Regions from separate parts of the Rattus norvegicus genome. Here region 2 is linked to region 1. A link is a contact called in public Hi-C data. All regions are on one chromosome and are shown on one strand. The core of a region is the stretch at or near the end of the contact, and the rest is flanking DNA. Distances in the headings are between cores, read along the strand shown. Region 1 holds the start of Flrt3 (fibronectin leucine rich transmembrane protein 3). Region 2 overlaps Macrod2 (mono-ADP ribosylhydrolase 2).

Evidence for each region. A called contact is a pair of places that touch in the nucleus more often than the background predicts.
Region 2: a Hi-C map of Schwann cells shows a contact between it and region 1, with 4 times the contacts expected there. The contact joins the enhancer-like site here to the promoter of Flrt3 in region 1. A contact is called at or near these places in 3 of 12 Hi-C or Micro-C datasets (the Rat2 cell line, Schwann cells and mammary epithelial cells).

The regions. Positions count from the first base shown.
Region 1 is chr3:148,458,204-148,464,044 of GRCr8, forward strand. Flrt3 (fibronectin leucine rich transmembrane protein 3) reads right to left here and starts at 3,202. Exons shown (of 3, transcript NM_001126291.1): 1 at 3,015-3,202. All of the region lies in intron 3 of Macrod2 (mono-ADP ribosylhydrolase 2), which reads left to right.
Region 2 is chr3:149,056,291-149,062,210 of GRCr8, forward strand. All of the region lies in intron 5 of Macrod2 (mono-ADP ribosylhydrolase 2), which reads left to right. LOC134486164 (a long non-coding RNA gene) reads left to right here. Exons shown (of 2, transcript XR_010064918.1): 2 at 1-5,920. Among named protein-coding and RNA genes, the nearest start is that of Flrt3, 600 kb to the left of the region's middle. Within about 2 kb of position 3,986, at least 10 of the 93 cell types and tissues checked have an H3K27ac peak or open chromatin away from gene starts, as enhancers often do. A contact at or near this core is called in Schwann cells, where this site is marked.

The sequences.
Region 1 (5,841 bases), core at 1,952-4,451:
AAATATACATATTTTAGTTTTTAAAAAGGAAGGTTTTTTTTTCTTCCAGAAAACAGTTTACCAACCAGTCCTCTCTCGGTTGGAAACTGGTTTGTTGACTTTCAGAAAGTCTGAAGCTTAGAAGAAGCCGAGGAACGTCCCTTTTCTGCTCTGGAGAGAGAACGCCATTCTGCAGGCTGATATTGCTGGGAGATTTACTGTGGAGTTTTGCCCGCTGGGGGGTGGTACACTCTACCAGAACACTGCTTGCAGAAGCCGCAAGTCAGATGTTGGCTGCTGCTGGCCAGTTTTTCCCTGGTTTAATTACAACAAAGCCTCCCGTTGAGAAGAACAGTGAAGGCCTCTAGGGCAAAAGGTGGGGGTTGGAGGGATGGGGAACCAGGGGAGGAGGAGGAATCCAAGCTTTTGAAAAATTCACCAAATCCTATTTCCCTCCTTGACTTCATTTTTGGTACTCTTCATTGACGTGAAACAACTATTTATCATGCCTTGTACTGAACTTGTATGGATATGAGAATGCAGAAAAGGCTTTATACAAAACTGTTAATATAGCTTTAGGTTTTGCCATTAACCACATTCTTTGTTATGTAGCCCACCCACCTTTAAAAGGGACGAGAGTTGAGACTGACTAAAATGGCAACTCTATACTAAATGTTTTTAAATGACTAGATTTAATATTCATATGAACATCAGCCTATCGTAACTAAAATGCAAGGAAAAAACATTTCCTATTAAAATAAGGCATACTCCCAGCCATTAACATTTGTTGGGTTTAGAACCATTCAAAATAATCCAGAAAATGGCCAATAATCTTGGCCTTGGGATGTTGGGCCAAGAAAAGCACAGGGGAGAATCTGCATTGCTTGTGCTTGCCTGTTTCAAACTGATAATTGTATTTTTCATCTGGAGGGACTGACTGTTCATTAGGGTCTTGTGTCCCTGGGCAGGAGATGCTGAGTATAATTGGAGTTTCTGTTTGATTGGGCAATACAGCCAGAGAAGAAACTGGGGTAAAGATAATTAATAGCTCGCTAACAAAGTCTGACAGCCACAAGATTTCAACCAAATTTATTTCACACCGCTTCATTTAGCTCTGAAAAAGTTTTGATAGAATCGGAGGCTCCTTAATTAACACTTGAAAGCAAAAGAAACATAGCTTCTATTAGCTGCCACATTTAGTTATGACAAATTTCCTGTTTTGTTTTGTAATTTTCTGTAATTTTTTGTAAAAAAAAATTTTATTGGCTGTATCTCGTAAGTGTTAGATTCAGGAATTGTTTAATTGGGCATTTTGAACCTAACCAGAATCGATTTTACAAAGGGTATGCAGAAAAACAAAAAGCCCAATTAATAACTGATCGATGCCACTATTAGACTACCCTATTAATGAATTCTCTATGTTTATTCATTTGCTAATATAGTTTCTGACCCTTGGGAGTTCTCTAGTAAAAGAATAAACTGGTTTTTGTTGTTTGTTTGTTTCTTAGTTGAACACATGTAATGACATTTTTAACCCTTTTCCTCATTGTAGGCTGATAAATATGTAGATATACAGGTATCCATATGCACATATATTTGAAGCTAAGTCTTTGCGCAGTCATAACATTATGCTTGTTAATATTTGTAGTAATGATAATATTTTATAGCACTTTAAAAGGATTGCCTTCTTTACTCATTTCCAAAGAGATGGGTGTCAGTCACCTGTCACTCTGAGTCAGCTTAAGTGACTGTGACCTGGGGGCTGACAGGTTCATCCTTTCTGTCTATACTGGTCAGGGTATTCTTATGCAGTTAGGGATGAATAAAGGAATAGCTACTACTGGAGCACTTTTCACGGCTTTGACCATGTTTCATCCTAATAACATAGCAAATGTGTGCATTTTGAAGCATAGATTTATTGAGAACAATCAAAATAACTATTAAAACCATTTGATTTTATAATTGGAAAAACACCAACATTTTCTATCTCCCTTTAGTTCTAAATAAATAACCCCCCTCCCAATGTTGAGAAAAGACTGGCCTGTTGCACTCTTTACCTTTATGCAACCATTTTGTTTCAGACATAATTTACTGAAAAACATTTTTTTAAGAAAATTAGATATATTTAAATACCTTTTGGAAGCTTTGCTACACGCATTTGTTCCAATATAAGATTTTCCACTGTGTATTGCAAGTAAAGGGACACTCTGCCTTTGCTATTTGATGAGGACTCCAGTCTTCCGTCCCCTGCTCCCCTCACTGCATACATCAAGGGCAGCTTCCAGGGTGAGCTTTGTTAGTTTTTCTGAGTGGACTACCCGGTTACTATGCTAGCCACATTCCACACTCGCCCAAGCCATAGGCTTTGACATTCTCCGGGATTGGGAATATGGTTTGGCCTGAGATTCTGAGTTGGATTTGCTAGTTGAGATTCCCGAGCCGGAAATGCCTGAAGGAGCTGGGGCTGGCTAAGCAGTGCAAGCTTTCAAATCTAGGTGTAGCTGTTAATCCTCTCCAGAGGCATCTCAGTCTCCCGGCGCAGCTTCGCTGGCTGCGAGCAAGATGTATGCTTTTCATGTACTGCGTACTCATGGGCTGAAGGATGATTGATTTCTTTCACAGTTATAGAAACAGCGATTGGTGATCATACCACACATACAGTACACACCAAGTTAGCGACCTTTCGTTTTTGTAGCCGAGAAAAATCTGCCTTTCCTAGTCTATCTCAAACGCTCAACTTTCCAACTTGCAGTTTTCCGTGAAGCTCTGCGCGGATAGCAATTGCTTGAAACAGAGCGGAGCTATTTATTATTTAAAAAAATGATTTTAAGTCTGTGAGAAACTTCTCACATTCGGCTATTTTGTCAGACTTTCCCTCGCTGGCTTGCACACGCACATCTTTGACCCGTCCTGCTGACAGAGCAAACGTGGCTACTTGGATCCCTCATGGAACCAAGCTAGTCATTTCTTTCTAGAGAGTAACAGCAAGCGAAGTTTCTGGGACAATGGTAAGAAAAAGCATGGAAAACACTTACCAGGAAGACGAGGGAAAAAGCAATCCTTTATACCCTGCTGCTACAGCTGTAATTCCATTGCCTGTGAGTTGAAGTAAAAACCCTCCCCCGTCTCCGGAGCGCGGCATCCAGTGCACACAAAGCCACAGCAGCTGCAGCCTGAGCCCGTCCTGCTTCAGATCACTCCTGCGCTGAGGACTGCGCGCGAGAGCATCCAGTTGACTGCGCGCAGCCCACCTCTAAGTCTGAAGTTTAAAGCTTCACCTCGCAGTGGTTGAGGAAGGGGGTGATGTCATAGGTGGGCAGGACTTAGCCCAGCTCTTGTTCAGTGAGGTAACTGGATAATCAGACAGATGAGCTTTGCCAACGCTAGAGGGGGTGAGAGAAGCCGAAATGAGCCTCTCGGCTTGCCAAAGCCAAGATGCCATTTGGTTTGTAGGCAGCAACTCTGGAATCTCTGCGCTCCCTAAAGTTTACTACTACAGGGTGGTGGTAGCACATCCAGAGAAACACAAGCATGCTAGAAGGATATTTATAAGATCACAGTAGAGAAACTGGTGTCTGAGGCCCAAGTCATCTATATTGGAAATAAGTTAATGAAAGTCAGATTATTTTTAATTACATTATAATCATATTATAACTTTGGAGAATGGAGGATGGCAATCCTAACTAATATTTATTTGGCAAATGAAGAGAAAGCAGGGTCAAATGCTGATTTACTTAAGGAGAACAATAAAGATTATTGAAGAAAGCAGTCTTATTGGAAAGTAGAAAGGTTTTTTCCATATTCATTTTTACATAATGAAGGATGTTTCATGTACTACTAGAGAGACCGCCTACATGTGTGCATAAGGGCGTCCCTCTACTTTAGAACTAGGTAGACACAATCACTCCTACTTCTTCTCTGAAATTAAAAAGGTTGAGACTATCCAGAATCTCTTTTTATGGTTTTTGCTGCCCTGAGCCTGGCTTCAGTCATCAATACCTTAAAATATCTGTTAGAGATAGTTCTTCCGATATTAAATTATTTTAGTTTGAGTACATGAATAAATATTGACAGTTGCAAGACACTGAGATTTCTCTGCCTAATTAACAGGATTTTAAGACCTTAATTTCCAGGGATAATTTTATCATCAGTTTTCTGTTATTTGGACTTGTGAGTTTTCCCCTAAGTGACGAATCTTGTTTCTATATTTACCCAAATAGCAATTTCCTTTAGCTTCCTTATTTGCTTGATTCTTACAAGTTCAGAACTTTATCCTCTCTAAGAAATTTTCTGTTTGTCTCTAAAGGCTGGTTGTCTGTCTTAGGAGCATGTAGGTTTTTTTTTTTTCCATTTTTTTCATTTGTTAGTTTCATTTAACGTTTAACCTGTGTTTGGCAATGGTTTGACCTTTAGGATTCCCCTCCAAGCATGAGTGGAAGGTGACCCCTTGATAAGAGATGTTCTGACACCTATTGTTCTATGATTGCTCTCTAGCTGACTTCTGAGGAATGGCCCCCTGAATGAAAGTGGACTTTAGCATTTTAACTTCTATTGAGAAGACAGTTTCTTAGAGGAGTTCAGTAGTGCAAGTTAAACTGAGAGGTGGCTGCTTGAGTTTTGATGGAAAAAGTAGGAGTAACTGATAATCTCTCCAGAAAGGACAGGAGTGCTTTCAGTTACTGAAAATCAAACACCTGGATTAAATTTTTTTTTGAAATAATTCTTTCTAGAAGCCATTTTCAGATGAGAGTTGATTCTATTTAAAAGGGAAAATTTTGCCTGACCAAATTCCTGTGGGCTTATATCCATATTTAATCAGTTCTGTCTCCATTCAGCTGCCTGAAAGCCTTCAACGGAAAAGAGAGATAAATGGGAAGTTTGGGTCACAGGTATCTTAAAGGCAAGCTGGCTGGCTGGCCTGGGAGAGAGGTGCTCGCCTGAGGATGCCATTCACTATATGACCTCATGTAACCTGCTCTTTGTTTTGGTTTCATTCCATGGGAAATAAAGGCAACAAGAATTTATTGAATGCCAGCTATGTATTCTGCCCCGCCTTCAAGCTGTGAATTAAAAATGTATCATGCGCAAGAAATTGTGGAAAGCATAATCTATCCTAAAGGTACTAAGAGGCAAATCCTAAAAGAGCCTTCCCCATCATATTTCCTTTTACATATATTTCCATATATGTATATATATTCCTTTTATAAAAAATTAAATTACATTTATCTGTTTATATGTGTGGGTTCCAAGAGACCCACACGTCATGATGTAAGTGTGGAGGTCAGATGATAACTTACAGGAATAGGTTTTCTTCAACCATGTGGGTGCCAGAGTCCAAATTCAAGTTTTCATGCTTAGCACTCTGCTTAGAACTCTCAGAGGCACTGTTTGGTTTTGGACCCAGGAAAAGGGACTGAGGTACACGTTTTACACATCAAAGCAGTCCCAACGTTCCTTAGTCCTACCTAGCATACCCTGCCCCCAACCCTGAGCTTTGCAGCTGGTCTGCCCTTCCCCCAGAGGCTCGCGCGTGCGCTCTCTCTCTCTCTCTCTCTGTCTCTCTCTGTCTCTTTCTCTCTCTCTGTCTCTCTCTCTCTCTCTCTCTCTCTCTCTCTCTCTCTCTCTCTCTCTCTCTCTCCCCCTCCCTCTCTCCCTTCTTCCGTCCCTCCGTCCTCTGCTCCCCCCTCCTTCTTCTTCTCCTCTTTGTGAATTCGTGAGCCTTTTCTCTCTTTCTCCCCGCTCCCATTCCCTTCTCTCACACCATGGTGACTGGTGTCTTCCCTGACTTCTGTCCTTGGAGCCAGTAAACTCACCTGAGAGCAGCTTCCCAACAAACCTGAATTTAATGTAATCTAATGCGGC
Region 2 (5,920 bases), core at 2,736-5,235, 600 kb after region 1:
TTTTTTCCTGTGACTCTGATTTTTAAATATCCTTTGAGAAGTTTAGGACTATTGTGTTTATTTTGTTCTTAATAGTGGGAATTTGAATGAGACATAATCCAGGTCCTCATTACTAAAATTAATAACTACTTTCCAATAAATGCTTAGCAATCTTTTCTATAGGATTGGTGAGGGTTAGCATGATATGTATGGAAATGTTTGTAGCGCTGTCATTGTTTATACTGTTGTGTTATAACATCTCCAGTCTTATTAAGGGTATGTTTACAGACCTCTTACTTTCCTGACAAGTGGCTGTCAGTAACTGTAACTTTGAAGTTGTCGAGCCCCGGCCTGGAATGATTGTGTAGGACGTTTGCCATAAATGATGCCAATACAAGCTTTCTCTGTGTATAGCATCATTGCTTGTGTTTAGTAATAGTGAACTTTTCAAATGCTTATGATTCGCTCTCAAAGGCATTTAGTTTTTAAAACCATCCACATACTAAAGTAAGTTAGATGACAGTTTCTTTAAATGTGTGTTGAAATACCCACCTCGTCTTCTGTAATGTGCTCACCGTCTCCACATGGTGTCCTTCCTTCTCACTGTATTCTTCTGATTACTAGAATGGTCTAGATCTTAATTCAAAGGTCCTCAGTCTTCGCTCTTTATTAATACAACCTTGGGGAGTCCATAAAAGTCACACTGCTCAATTTCTAACCCAGGGGCTTCTCTGCATTATAGCTAAGCATTCTACATGGTAATACTAGAATATTCTTAGATGTAACTGATGCTCTTAGTTGGAGACAGTTTATGAGCCACCCCTCTCCACTCAGAGGCAGACGTATTTCTGTGACTTTCAGGCCAGGCTAGTCTACAAAGTGAGTTCCAATAGAGCTGGCTGTTGCAGAAAAACCCTGTCTTGAAAAAAGTACAGCCTCCTACCCCGTACCCCTGCACAAATAACCACTAGATTCATTTTACAAAAGAAATCAGTATTCCTATCACATGAGTGATCTGCTGGCCACTCTCATCTATCTGCTCCGCGGAACTGCTGCCTCTTGCCCGGATGTTCACTTGATTCTTTTATCAATGTGCTAAACTCTATAGAACACATGGACTGACTGTATGTTTTCTGAGCACTTCTGAAAAGAATACTGTTTCTTCTTCAATGTGAACTGTCAGCTAACTTTCAATGGAAGGTATATGACATCCACGTGTGTAAATATGTCAAAAGAGAAGGATTTGGAAATGAAACTTGGGAGCAAATAAAAATCATCTTAGAATTACTCAGTCAGAAAAAAAATGGGTTATACAATTATGGCATGTGTCTCTAGTTCCTATAGTGAAATCTCACAAGATAGAAAAGAATCTGCTGAAACATCAGGTTATCAGTAGATGTCATGTAGGGCTTCTAGGTGATTTAATGCTCTTCTGTTTGGCTAACTGAGTATTGCACTTTCTTTTGTGATAAACTATTAAATTTTTAAAATGCAATTTAGAAGCATAGCACAATAAAGAAGCATTCGTTTAACAGAGATTGGCGAACCTACTTTCATTCTTGACTAGACTAAGCATAAAGAGGGGCCTCAGAAGAAAAAAAAATAAGACATTTTGTTTTCTTAAAACATAGGACCTTAGGTTCTTGTGGAACAGACTGGAATCCTCTGTTAATATCCTCATGAAGTCTGTGTTTCCTTACAGTCCTGAGAAAACTATGTAAAGACATTAAGGATCATTGAGTGTGTGGGATAATTTCTTATGATGTTAGTGACTTTGATTTTTTTTTCTCCCTAAAGAAAACTTGAAAGGATTTGGCTTTGTAAAAGCTGCTTTTAACTTAAATATACACCTTTTATTTTTGAAGCATTAAGGAGCTTTATTGATTTCTATTAGATTCAGCTGGGTAAGGATCAGTTACTTGCAATTTAACTACTGGACCCTCTAAGAATAAAATAATGTTCTTTGCTGGAAGCATGGAAATATTTTAAATGCAAATACCTCATGAATCAGTTCCTAATACTCCGCTCTCCAAAAGGGAGAAGGAGTCCGTCTATAAACTGAATCCTTCATTGATTGACATGTGAGCTTTGCCTGCTTGGTTCATTAGTGATATTATTGTAATCTATGTGCTTTTATATCTGTGCCCTTAAGAGGGTTTTAAGTCACCTTATAAGGCAAAACCTTCTATTAAATCAAAATTACCTGATCCCTTGTCAAGGTAAGTTCTCTTGGCAGCAGATGGAGACATCACAGAAAACCTCAACCAAATTAGCTTGAGGAGCCCAGTCTCTCTCTCTCTCTCTCTCTCTCTCTCTCTCTCTCTATATATATATATATATATATATATATATATATATATATATATATAGGAGTGTTGGAAGATACACTTACAGAGTCTCATCAACATGGCAACCTAAACACGAACTAAATAAAGGTAACACCAACAGACATGCTAGAGTGAACTGACATGCTAGAGTGTACCAAGTTATACCTAAGAAGTCTCAATTCTAGATAGAAAACCATGAGCAACTAAGGAATGAAGAAAATATGAGAAACAGTCTTCCCAGAGAAGAGCACAGCAATGGTTATCTAACCTTGAAAATTCTTTCTCAGGGATGGCTCTGTCCTCTGCTGAGTATCACATAAAAGTGAATGGTTTGTATTTATAGACTTTTCTTTTCTTTTGCTTAAAAAAGGGGTCTCACTCTTTACCCCTGGCTGGCCTAGAACTCACCAAAATTCTCCTGGATCAGCATCCCGAGTGCTGAAATTATAGTCCTTTACTCCTATATCTTGTGTCTTAGCCTCACTATACAAAAAATACCTTAAAAATATATGAGTGTTTAAAAATGCTCAACCACTGTCAATTTTCTGGGAGGTTCACTATTAAAGGTAGACGAGGAACAATACCAACAAAATAATTCATCTTCATCTCTCAACCCCATTCACGCAGAATGCCAGACCCAGCTCGCATTATGAATAAATAACGATAAATAACGATAAAGTGTCTAAACGTCCTTCTCTAGATTATTATTTCACTCTTTGTTTTAGCCATTGACATTTAATAAGTCATTCTAGAACTCAGGGATTTAAAAGGAATTATGTTTTTAGTGCAATTCTGTGTGCTGGCTGTTGTCCTTGTTCATTTTATTTGCCATTTTGACGCAACCTATAGTCATCTGAGAGAAAAGCTTCAATTGAGGAACCACCTAGATGATACTGGTTTGGGGGGCTCAGTCTGTGGGGATTATCTTGCTGTTAACTGATGTAGGAGGGACTAAGCCACTGTGGCCTGCACCATCCCTAGGGTAGTGGCCCTGGGCTATACTCAAAAGCTTGGGTAAGCATGAGCCCGAAAGTGGGCAAGGAAGCAGTGTTCATCTCTGGTTTCTGCTTCAGGTCTGTGCCATAAGAGTTGGCCAAGGCTTCCCTCAATGATGGACTGTAATCTGCAAATGTAAGATGAAATAAATCCTGTTCTCTCTTGGGTTGTTTTGGGTCATGGTATTTGTTCCAGCAACAGAATGAAGCTGGGACAGCTGTGCTTCATGGACAGTTGAGGTCACTCATGTACTTGTGTATGCATGATTGTTAGGGATGGAGTCATTTGAGGGCTTCTGTACACACACACAACATGCAGTTCTTAGTACATGTGTTTTACATAGTAAATTAACCTTCACTTTTTCTGTACTGAAGGTCTTGTCCCAGGAACAAATAGATTTTGTCTTATTTAATGGTTTAATATATTTTATAAAAAGTTTAAGTTGATTAATTATAAACCATAGATAATCCAGAATACATTATGCAACATTCCCTGGGATTCAGTTTCAGTCACAGGGCTGGGAGCAAAATTGGTTTGGACTGATTTAGGATGAATGCTTCCAATTCTCGTGTTATTTCTGAATTCGAGGAGAAGTTCAGAGGCATTCATGCTTCCCCAGTCAGTGAATTCACCCTGGCCCAGCAGGCTGGGGAATTCCTTGCAACTCCTTGTTGTTCTGTGTGCTTCACTAAGGAATGTGGCTCTGCAAGCTTCAACAAGCAGATTCTTTCTCATACTGCTTACTCACTGAGTCAACGTGATGTGAAAGCCGCTGGAATAATTAAATAATATTTTGTACAATATTCTCAGATATCAAAACAGTTATGCTCTCATCTCTTTGTTATTCACCCCAACTCCCTACTAAAGTATGTGATTCTCATCTCCCTTAGACAGTTGAAAAAAGGAGGTTCAGAATTTATCCATAACCATGCAGTTAATTAAAGGCATATGACTTGGTAAGCTCTCTGAAGTTCCATTATGCCACGGTGACACACAAAACAGATATGCCCCGGATTAGCTGAAATGCTTAGGACGTCAGTATTACCTTTTATGGAGTGTCAAGGGATAGGGCTTTGTTTTATTGTCTTTGTGTTTAGACTGTGATCATCTGATTATGGAAATTCTTCTGGAAAACACATTAAGGAAAGAGCCAGAGAAATATTTGGGGTAAGGCTGTAGGAACTAACTCAGTCAGTGAAATTATTTAATACTCCAGATACCTAAAATGTTCTAATTGTTTTGTTGTTATTTTCTTTCTGTCCTTTAAAAACAGAAGGGCATGCCTTTCTTCATTATTAAAAAATAGACTTAATGTTTAAAATGGTGCATTATTTAAGTTGTTGTTCCATATCTTAACTATTGATTGGTGTAGATTTTGATATTTTGTGATGCACAGTGTCTAATGATTAGGTTAGGATAATTTGCATATTCATCAGAACTGTGGCCCTAACACTGTGTGATCCTGCTCCCATCCACTGTATCTCTCTGCCCTTGCTTACCATCTTCTTTCTATCTCCCCTCCTTTACCCATCCCAATTTGATATTCATTAATTTACTGGGCGCTTTGAGGAGATTAACTTGGTTTCTGTATATGTATGTGTCACTAATGTGTTTGTGTATATTTGTGTTTACACACACACACACACACATACACACATATATATATATATATACATATATATATATATACACATACACACACACACAAAGGTACAGGGATATGTGTGTGACTGTGTGTATGCATTCACACCCTTCTTACACATGTCTCTACCCACCCCATGAAAAACCCACAAAATTGTGTGTGTTCATCACTGCAACTGCAGACAAGAAGTTAATTTGGGGTGTCTTCTTAAAGAGTTTACCATATTATATATTAATGCAGAGTCTCATATTTGAACCCAGAACTCACTAACTCTAGCTAGGCAGCTTCCTGAGGGGGGAATCCCTTGTCTTTATCCCATTCCTGCACCAATGCCAAGATTGTTATCTTAGGTCACCACATGCACTTAGCATTTACCTGGATTGTGGGGATCCAATTTCTGTCCCTCATATTTGTTCTACAAATGCTTTACACACTGATCCATTTCCCCAGCCTGGGATCAACTTCTTCATATAATAAGAATATGTGACACTGATGTTTGTAAGAAGACTAATTTTGAAAGGTCACTAAAGCAACATGTGAATTGCAAAAACCATTAACATATCATACTATCACAAAAGGCCCAGAGGTCAGCATTTCTTTTAGCATCTAGCAATTTTTTTCAGGAACAACTCTGTATAGAAGATAGAATCAGAATGTCCCAGAAGCGATAGATTCGAAAAGCTCAGTTCTTCCTCTACAGAAGTCAGATTTGAGAGAGGTAAAAGACCTCTTAACAATGCTCAAGTCCAAGTGGATCAAGGACCTCTACATAAAACCAGATATACTGAATCTAATAAAAGAGAATTTTTCTGAACAGAAGACCAATGGCTCAGGCTCTAAGATCAATACTCGATAAATGGGACCTCATGAAACCGAAAAGCTTCTGCAAGGCAAAAGACATCATCAATAGGGCAAATTGAAAACCTATAGATTGGGGGAAAAAACTTCACTAACCCTACATTCAACAGAGAACTAA